Regions from separate parts of the Rattus norvegicus genome. Here region 2 is linked to region 1. The links are chromatin contacts, called in public Hi-C maps. All regions are on one chromosome and are shown on one strand. The core of a region is the stretch at or near the end of the contact, and the rest is flanking DNA. Distances in the headings are between cores, read along the strand shown.

What was found. A called contact is a pair of places that touch in the nucleus more often than the background predicts.
Region 2: a contact with region 1 is called in a Hi-C map of frontal cortex, with 1.6 times the contacts expected there. The contact joins two enhancer-like sites.

What each region holds. Positions count from the first base shown.
Region 1 is chr7:71,155,619-71,161,027 of GRCr8, forward strand. It overlaps the pseudogene Papolb-ps1. Among named protein-coding and RNA genes, the nearest start is that of Ubr5, 49 kb to the left of the region's middle. Within about 2 kb of position 3,298, at least 22 of the 93 cell types and tissues checked have an H3K27ac peak or open chromatin away from gene starts, as enhancers often do.
Region 2 is chr7:71,292,835-71,298,243 of GRCr8, forward strand. No RefSeq gene overlaps it. Among named protein-coding and RNA genes, the nearest start is that of Odf1, 29 kb to the left of the region's middle. Within about 2 kb of position 2,012, at least 25 of the 93 cell types and tissues checked have an H3K27ac peak or open chromatin away from gene starts, as enhancers often do.

The DNA.
Region 1 (5,409 bases), core at 2,048-4,547:
TGTCTGTAATTGCAGACCATCCCAGACACCAGCCTTTCTTGTTTCTAATGGCATGGACTTTAATACTCCTCCTATCCTGTGATGCTAGCGTCTTCTGGAATGTGGGAGACCACAGCAGCATTTGTGTCTACCCAAAACCACATGCATAATCGAGCTGCTACCACATCATAGCTCATAACTGCACATGTGGTCTTAGAGACAGGACAGGCCCAAGGTCACATACTGTCCCTCTAGGACAGTGTCTTAGTTAGGATTGTATTGCTGTGAACAGACACCATGACCAAGGCAACTCTTATAAGGGGAAACATGTAATGGGGCTGGCTTACAGGTTCAGGATTCTGCCCATTATCACCACGGAGCGGTGTGACAGCATGCTGGTAGACATGGTGCTGGAGGAGCTACGAGCTCTACATCTTGATCTGATGGCAGCAGATGAGACTTTCTTCCTGCAGGCGGCCAGGAGAAAGGTCTCTCATCCACATTGGGTGGAGCTTAGGACCTCAAAACTCACCTACACAATGACAAACTTCCTCAAACAAGGCCATACCTACTCCAAGACCACATCTCCTAATAGTGCCACTTCCCGTGGGCCAAGCATATGCAAACCACCACAGATGGCAATAAGGTCTGTGTACAGAAGATGGCTCTCCACATGGTTTCACCTGTAAAAGGACAATTTAATGTATCCTCCCATCCACAAGCAAGAGAGATCCTGGGTACCCAGGAATGGCGTACTGACCATTCATTCCCCTTGCAGATACAGACTCAAAGTTCCAGACATTAATGTTTCATTTAAATGCAGGATCTACAGCAGCTGTGACAGTCTTCTGACACTCTGTCCATGCTGTCTGAAAGGAGCAGAATCAGCACAAGATACACGGAGACCAAGTTATCAGCACAAAGGAGATTGTTTGCCCCAGAGGGACAAAGGCAGGGAAGACAAGGGAGAAGGAAGGGGGCCTGCTTTCGGATGTAATCTAACAGTTTAGCAAGGCAGAGGGAGTGGGGGAAGGGCAAGACCTGTCCCAACCATACTCGCTATGCTCAGCCTTCTAGAGCACTGCTGTAGGACCTGACATTACTACATTAAGTACTCAGAATTTGGAGGAGAAACAGGACCCAGCTGTCTCTGGCCAGTAAGAAGTTTGAGGTCCTTGAGGCATTCATACAGCTCATTGAGTAGTAGTTCTGGGAGAAGCCTTCATCCTAGTGATCTGTAGTCTTTGGATCTACCCAAGGGCATGGTATTCACCAAACATTATCATCATTGGCCACAATCGGAATTCATTTCAGAGGACAGGCAACGATTACAAACTTGTTTTAGTAGCTAGGTTTCTGCATTCAAAGTCGTGTGGGCTTTTCATCTATCCTTTCCAACTACACACACACACACACACACACACACACACACACACACACACACACGGAGGGAACATATAAGCTGGTCTTAATCACATGACAGTCCTCCCACCACAGCCTCCCAGATGTTCATTTTTGGTTTTGGTTTTAAGACAGTCTCATGTAGCCCAGGCTAGCTACAATGTGTTATATGTACCTGAGGATGACCTGCTTGAACTTCTGACCCTCCTGCCTCCTCCCCTACAATTCTAACACTGGGATTATGACAGTGCATCATTGGTCCTGGCTTACACATCGCCAGCATGGAACTGAGGGCTTGTGCACTCTAAGCAAGCTCTCTACTGACCTGGTCTCTCCCTAGCCCCTCCTGAGATGAGCTTTGATTTGGGTAAATTTCACAGTTATTAAGCCATTAGTTCCCTGTGTCATGGCAAATAGGTAGGTGAAATGATAAACCTTTAATGTTTTGGGTTTTATGATGGCTATCACATTGAACATCACAACTAAAGCTTTTCCAGTGAGCATCCTCAGGTTATCTGTCTCCTGAGAGGATAGTAAGAGAATTTTGGTGTACTGGTCACTGGAATATCTGCTTGCTCTAGGGAGATTGGGTTTCTGAGTCCTAACTGGGTGCCTTGTCAAAGCGGGTGGGCTTTGCTTTAATAGTTCATTTTCCCCCAGGCTGTGCTGTTTGTGTGGACTTCACTCTACGGCAGAGTTAATCGCTTTGGAATATGAATCGAGCTGAACATGAGTCTTGGGTGTCCCATGGTCCCAGTCACACTTATCTGGAGTCTCTAGAGGATTGCCAGCCTGCCTGGTGGCCATCTCTACTGATTTCCTTTCTCCCCACTGTAGGGTTTGAACCCAGGGTCAGCACATATGTATGTACTCCAACCCAGGGATTGTCAGACATTTTTTACTACCCTCTTCTAGTTTGGCAATAGAACAACAGGGTCACATGGCCACCCAGAGTAAACTTTGCACCTTTTAGCCTTCCTTGCAACAAACTCTGGCCCTGAGACTCAGTTCAGGCTGGTGGGAAAGGGCGTTCATATTTAGACGTTGTCACCATACTCTACGGGTATGATGTATCTCTCTGAACTGTGTCACGAAAACCATTATGTCGAGGATGAAAGGACAGGAAATGGAATGGCTAGGCCGGTGAGACGACTCAGTGGATGAACATACTTGTTATGCAGGCCTGATGAGTGAACCTGAGATCACACTGTGGAACCCATTTAAAAAAAAAAAAAAAAAGACTCACACCTTAGAACTTCTATTGGACTGGAAGGCAAAGACAGGAGAAGCTAGAAGCACATACACACTACCTCAGTCTGAATAACAGGGACTGGACTCCTCAAAATGAGGTGGGAAGAGAAGTAACTCTGACGTCCATGTGCATGTGCACATTTGCACACAGAATAAATAGCTGGGTGACCAATAACTTCAAGCTATTTCCCCTACTGAGTACAGCTAAGACCTAAGAATGTTATACAGAGACAAACATAACGGGGCAGGAGGGGAGCTTGAGGCCCTGGCTTTGGCCCCTAGCATGACAAAACCCAACAACAGAACCAGCAACATCAAACACTCTGGCCATGGAGAGAAGACAGATCGCCTAGGAACATGGTGACCCAAGGAACAGCATGGTAGCGAGTTCCCAGTGGGTTTTGGTTTTTTCTTTGCCTAATAGATCTTGGATTTGGAAGGGAGTAAGCCAGCAGCTTCAAGATGCCAGCAGGCTAAGAGGAGAAAAGCTCCAACAAAAGCCTTCTCTCTCCAGCCAAGGCCCCGAGAGAAAGGGGCGGCTGATAAAAAAACAGAACATTTTCAGTTGAAAAAAAAAATGGCTCTAACTGTAGCCAAACACCACAGAGAAGCCGTGGCCCCCATTCCACCACTGTCAGAAAAGGCTGAACGGGAGCCTGGACCCTTCCTGGGCTGTGGAGCAAACGCTGAGTGTACACTGTGAATATAAAACCACTCAGCGTGCAGTGGAAGAGGCCTGTAGTGGGACCTGAGAACTCCATCCCTACCAGCAGCAGAGACCACACAGGCAGCCCCGGCTTGCACGTTACCCACACCCATAATGAGACACTTTTTGCCCACTGGGATGGTGTCGGAGTAGGACTTTGCCTATGCCTAGCAGCAGCTAGGCTACCCCATGCCCTGTGATGTCAGTGGGAGCCACATGGGCTATAGAAGGTCAAACTTCTATCCCTGACAGTCAGAATTAGAGAGGCCTGGGGTTAGAACTCAATGGTACAGAACTTGCTTAGCAAATGAGAGATCCTGGGTTTGTTTTTCAGCACTGCAAAAAAGGAAAACTCTCACCTAACCTAAAAAAGCAAAAAAAAGAGAAAGGAATAGAGAGTGAAAAATCACTGAAAACAACAATAAAGGCAAACAGTGAAAGCGATATTTTGATAAAAAGATCGTTGCCGTGCAGAGATAAGTAGCAAGACCGAGACGTCAGGAAGAATTCGATATTAGGAATAAGACAGGGATATAGTTGTACACTACCCACACATCAACATGTAATACAGGCAGTGAAATATAGGTCGGAGGTAGAGCACATGCCTAGCGTGCAAGCCCCACACCCAACGAAATAAACCATAAAGATTACTACAAACAACGCTACACAAAACATGTGCAACAAGATGGCATGGGACACTTTATTGTTTGTTTGTGTGGTTGGTTGGTTTGAGACAGGGTTTCTCTGTGTAGCCCTGGCTGTCCTGGAACACATTATGTAGACCAGGCTGGCCTTGAACTCAGAGATCCACTTGCCTTTGTCTGGGATTAAAGGTGTGAACCACCATGGTTGGCCATGGGCGTGTTTTAAAAGCAGAAAGCAAGCACTTTTGGTTGGTGCCCTGTGTGTCTATTACTGTGATAGACCATGATCAAAGTGACTTGAGGGGGATAGGGCTCGTTTGGCTTTGATGTCCCCATCACAGTCTGTCACTGAAGGAAGCCAAAGCAGGAACTCAAGCAGAGACCTTGGAAGAATGCTGCTTATTGGCTTCTCAGCCTGGTTTCTTGTATAACCCAGGGCCAAAAGCCCAGGGGTGGCCCCATCACAGTGGTCAGGCCCTACCACATCAGTCAGCAACCGCTTGCTTCCAAAGCCTGTCAGGTAGCAGATGAGGCTCCATCTTCCTAGGTGACCCTAGCACTATATCAGGTTCACAAAAACAAAAACAAAACGCAAACGTTCCAGCACGTCTAGTATGAAATAAACAATTTGAATGATCTTAGATAATTGAATCTAAGTTTTGGTGGTGGTGGTGGTTTTTCAACACAGGGTTTCTCTGTGCAGTCCTAGCTATCCTAGAACTCCTTCTGTAGACCAGGCTGGTCTTAGACTCAACAGAGATCTGCCTGCCTCTGCCTCCTGAATGCTGGGGTTAAAAGTCTGTGCTAATAATTGTCTTTTGGCTAATAATTGAATTTTAATTAACAGATCTTCCAAAGGCAAACTGGCATCTGTCTACAAGGTCTTTTCTAGAAAACAGAATATTTGTCCATTCATTCCATTCTCTATCCTGAGAACTGTAGGGGACTTGAAGCAGATGACATAGTAACTTAGAGCATGGGATACCACAGAGGCTTCTCCTCCTCCTCCTCTTCCTCCTCCTCCTTCTTTTCAGTGTTTACAATCAATTTTATTATAATATAATCTAAAAACATAGAATTTAGAAAATACCAAGGAAAATATATGCACAAGAGTGATACTACTGCATTTAGATAAAGCTGGCAAGTTCTCAGTATTAGCTTAGCTCAGGAAACACCACTGAGGAAATCTAATGTATTGGAGGAGATGCTGCACCCTTTGGCCCATGTTTGGTGGCTCTCAGGGTTAACCTGAAGCTGTCAGTGTTTGGTACTAGATGTAAAATCTCATCAGTTACCCTGCAACCATTAAGGCTTCCTCTGCATCTTATATCTAGGTTTTTAAGCAGAATGTCTTCTCATTGGTCCAAATCTTCCAGAATAGTCTGCAGTGCTAATCTTGCAAACAAAATATCAGTCTCTGCTCCATCA
Region 2 (5,409 bases), core at 762-3,261, 140 kb after region 1:
AGGTTTTCCTGCTCCTGTCTCCAGGGTGCTGAGATTAACGCTCACATGACTATGACTATACTGGGCAAGAGTTAGCCTCCTTTTTTTTTTTTTTTTTTTGAAATAGAGTTTCATTGTGTAGCTCTGGCTGACCTGGAATTCACTATGTAACCCCCACTGCTCTTGAACTCAAAGAGATACACCTGCTTATGTCTCTTGGGATTAAAGGCATCTGCTATCGTACCCCACTAAAAAAGTTCACCGTTTTTTGGGTTTTGTTTTTGTTTGGGTTTTGGGTTTTGGTTTTTTGAGACAGCATTTCTCTTTGTAGTCCTGGCTGTCCTGAAATTCAATCTGTAGACCAGGCTGGCCTTGAACTCACAGAGATCTGCCTACCTCTACCTCCTAAGTGCTGGGAATAAAGGTGTGCTCCACCCCTGGTCGGCTGAGAGTTACATCTTAAGACATTCTTATACCAAGGTTAGAGTGTAGCTCAGTTGGTAGTATTCTCTAGCTCAGAGCTCAACTCACAGCACCGTGTAAACCAGGCTGGACGGCTCATGCCCAGTAACCACAGAACTTTGGAGGGGAAGGAAGGAATGGAAGTTCTCACCTGGAGCAGGTCATTTGCTCTACCCTTTGCTCCAAAGGAGCCTTATGCCCTGCATTAGAAGCTGCTCACCCACCAGTGGAAGGGGAAGCCCTGGGTCCTGCTAAGACTGAACCCCCAGTGAACTAGATTGTTGGGGGGAGGGCGGCAAGGGGGGGAGGATGGGAAGGGGAACACCCATAAAGAAGGGAGGGGGGAGAGGGATGTTTGCCCGGAAACCGGGAAAGGGAGAGCACTCAAAATGTATATAAGAAATACTCAAGTTAATTAAAAAAAAAAAAAAAAAAAAGCTGCTCACCAAGGCTGCTTTACTGTCTTTTGCTTTTCCAAAAGATGTAGGGTGCTGTCCAAAAAATGCTGGGCAGGAGAAGGGGTGTCTCTGTGTGTGTGTGTGTGTGTGTGTGTGTGTGTGTGTGTGTGTGTGTGTGTGTGTGTGTGTGTCATTGGACAGATTCTTAGCATTGCCCCAAAATAAAGCCGGATGAAGAACAGAACCGTCTTGGCTCTGTCAGGCAGTCAGAAGACAGGCCTGCTCTCATGTGAATGTGAGACATGAGGGACAGGAGGCAGCACTCTTAACCCTCAGGCTGGCATCCTACCGACTTGTCAGGGCGGAGAGCTGGAGACTCGTTTGACTCCAAACACACACAAATGCTGCTGCTGTTGGCGTTTCTAAGGATGAGCCGCAGTCATTTCAAACCTACTTGTAAGAGAGTGTGGCAGTAAGTACAGTCGTAGCCATTCTCAGGGTACTCTTCCTTCTCTTAGGGTTTTATTTAGGTTCTGGGGCCACAGTTGGGCAGCTCTGCCCACCCCGGACAATGGAACTATGTCACCATTATCCAGTGTCCTGCCAAGGTCAGTGAGACTCTAAAGGCCGGGCCCACCGCCAGCTGCCACTCATTGACAGTCAAGTGCTATTTCTCAAGTTTTTAGCCCATGAGATCAGATTGTTATGGTAATCCCACCTGCTGCCGTCATCAAACTACATTTTCAGTGGCGTCAGAAATAATTCCTGTTCCCTGCTCATGTACAGCAGAGCAGGTCTTCTTAATTTTTGTCTTTCTGTGGCCCAGGGGCCTTTTTACCTTGTGAGTCCTTCCTGGAGTCTCGAAATGCTTTAGCCTCAGAAAAAAGAAGCCTCTTGCAAGGCTCCCTGGCTAGGAAATGCCATGGTTTGCTTCTGCCCTACCCTATTGGCCAGAACTACTCATGGTGCCCTGGGTATGGAGGATTCTGGGAAATGTAGTTCTTGGCGGGGCCACTCTATAAACTGGAAAAGGAACCCCAGAAAAGTGCCTTTGTGTTTCAGTTTGCAATCTTTGCCACACCCTCGATGACTCAATTCTAGCTAGCAACCACAATTCCTAGTTCACTGGGAAACAGAGCCATTGAGACATCCTGTTATCTTCTCACTGCCAAATCTGTCAAGATGTGAGCCCACACTCTTCCTTCTCCCTCCCCAGTTCAGTGGACTGTTACAGGCTCCTTCTTAAGTCCTCTGTTTTGATTGAAGATGTCAAAACCAAGCTTAGCGCTAAGTGAGCCGAGGAGCTCCTAAATAGGATGCTAGACTGCACTGCTCAGTGGCCCCCGGCCAGCACCCAGGTCAGAGTTGTCCAGAAGTTGTGTGTGCACACGCATGCGCATGGGCACGGGTGTGTGTGTGCAGTTCCCTCCCCTCGTTTGTAGGCTGAGCCTCTTGATTTGCCTCTACTGAGTGGAGTACCCCAAATGTCATGGCTGCCACTATGACGCCGGGTTATAAGAAGGTCAGGCTGGGGTTGGTTCTGTAGCTCAGCAGTAGTACTTGTCTAGCATTCACAAGTCCATACTCATCTCATAAAGTAAGCAAGGAATAAGGATTTTAAAGGCTGTGTTCCACTTAGCCCATCCATTCCTTGCTCGATGTGTAGTCAGCCACTCCAACCAGATTTGCCCCATGGAGACGCTCAGTGGTGAGGAACTGACATCACCTCTAGTCCTCGGTCAGTGGCGGCCACTGCCAACAGTCACAGAGTGAGTTTGGGAGTAAAGTCTCTTCATCGGAGTTTCTAGCTGACTGCAGTCCCACAAGTCAACGTCTGAGGCAGAGGCATAGGCTAACAGTACCTGAATTAATTTTCTGTAATTCCAGTCTCAGGTTATCTCATGCCTTTTCTGGCCTCAGGCCATTACACATATGTGCTACACAGGCAAAACATCCATACACATAAAATAATAAACACCTTTAACTAAAAAAGTAATAATTTAAGGCCAGGCTCAGCTCGATAGGAAGTTCCAGGACAGCCTGGGCTACACGAGACCTTGTCTCTAAGGGGTGTGGGGGGGGGGGCTTATCTTCAAAAACAGACATATTTTGAAGTGTTAGGCGTTTGGATTTGAATATGTGAGTTGGGGTGAGGTACAATTCACTCCATAATCACAGAAACTAAGACAGTAAACAACAGCTCAGGATAAAGCAGGTCAGTGGGGAAATTGGGGATGAACAGAAGAGAACCGGTTAAGCCTCTGAGAGGGCAGGGCATAGTCAATGAAGCATTAGCCATTCAAGCATAAGGACCTGAATGCCAGAATCTCATTCCCCAGACATTGTTGTTGTTTGTTTGTTCTAAGCTAGGAGAGGTGACACCACTCATACTCCAAGGATGGAGACTTGAAGACAGATGTGTCCTTGGGAAATATTGGCCGTACAGCCTAGCCTGTCCATTGAGAGACCCACAGAAAACTGGGATATTTTTGGTTCTGATTTTGGCTCTAGGGCAGTGAGAGACTGTCTCAAAACAAAATGGTGGATTGTGCAGGAGAAATAACACCTGAGGTTGTCTGCTCTGGTCTCCATGTGTACATGCACAACACACACACACACACACACACACACACACACACACACACACACAGCAGAAAGGAAAGACCAAGGAGCCATGTCTGACCACAACCCTCATCCAAGGAGGTTTCTGGTAAATGTGGTTAGTGGTGAGTAGAAAGGACTACCCCTGCAGCACATCAGCTAGCCAAGGAAGCTTCCAGGGAATGCGTTGAGGGTCTGAACTGTGCTTCCTGAACTTTGGGAGAGCGGCCCTGCTTTCCAACAGCCTCATGTCTAACAGGCAAGACTGTGCCTGAGTGTGCCTCCTCTCTCCAGGGGCCAGGTAGAGATACTGGAGGGACAAGGTGGTCCGACAAAGAGGGGCGGAGCTGGAAGTTAAGGAAGTCAGGGGATGTGAAACTTGACTGTGTATAGCAGTTACTGAGGAGGGTGTTGGACTGATTCATCTCTTCCCATCTTTCCCAGAGGGGTTAGGTCATATGTCTGCCAAGCAAGCCAGGACCATAGGATTCAAGCAAGGCCCTCTCTGCCCACCTATCACCCATCACCTTCTCCCTGCACTTATAAGCAGCATGTGGTTGAGACAGAGAGATACAAGGGGAATGTCCCATATGGTCCAGGTAGGCCCACAGAGACAGGAAGAGCTTTTTTTAAATGAACCACCACCATTCTTGACTCGGTATGAAGACACGCGGGATAGTTTACTTTTTAAAGACGAGATAAACAATGCATTGAACAGTGCACAGTAAGAGCTGAGACCCACGGAAAGCAGGGACATTTTTGATTCTGATAAAGCTGTATTGTCTTGCCAAAGGGATAGCGGCGCTGTCATAGCTCAGACTGTGGCTCCACCACTAGGGGGCATCACTGTGAGGGCCCGCAGAGGGCTCCCAAGGTCCTGGCGGACCAGGAAGCCAAGCTAATTGTCAAGAACCACGCCACTGATTGCATTTCTATTTCTTAATTTAGACCTTAAAGCACGTGACAAATACAATAAAAGAGATTGTGGAAGGAGTGAGAAAAGGTCGAAGTTTGTTTTTTCTTGTCAAATGCCTACAAGAGAATAGCGGCCTGTTACTAGAGGAGCATCTTAATGCGGAGCAGACTGTAACAGAAAGACACGCCATTCCTCACCTTTGCGGTGAGAGCTCTGCTTTGATTTCTTTTTTTCCTTTTTGGTTCACTCTATCTGTAAATGGGTGCAAACCGTCCTCTCTGGGTAGCCAATACTATCTGCATGGTTTGCACTCCTTCCCGGATGTTTCTTGTGTTGTTTTTGAAGCTTTGGGATTGGAGCAATGAGAGACCTCGGAGCTGTCCGTCTTTTTGGCTTTATTTAGAATTCAAAGGGAGGCTCCATCACCCCCTAGCGGCTAGCCCGGGCGTCCTCCGGGCCAGGCACCGCACTGGCGAACCGGAGGTGTGGGGCAAGCTGCATTAAGAGACAAAACCCTGGGACAGACAGCAGGCGGGTTATCTGCATCCAGCCTCTGATTCAAGGAAGTACCCAGGAGGCCTTGGTTAGGGAAGGAGGTCACTGTGCAAGAGGGGGATGGGTCCTGATGAGAGCAGAAGGAATAGAGTGCCCCGCGACCTAAATCCTGCCAGGGGCCCTCACACACACTCCTATTACCTTCTTTTAGAAACAGATACATTGACTGTAGTTAGTGCATTTTGCTTAGCTGCTTTTGTTTTGTTTTTGAGCAGGGTCTTATATAGTCCAAAAAAACAAACAAACAAACAACTATGAATCCGTGGTGAGCCTCCTGCCTCAGTTCCCAAAGTACTCACGTTAGATATGTGAGCCACCAAGTTCAACTCAGCTGGTGCATTTCAAGGCCACCGTAAAATGGAATTTATTACAGTGACAGAAACAATCTGTGTCTGTGTCTTAGGATTTTACTGCTGTGAAGAGACACCGTGACCAAGGCAACTCTTGCAAAGGTAAACATTTGATTGGTGCTGGCTTACGGTTTCAGAGACTTCCATT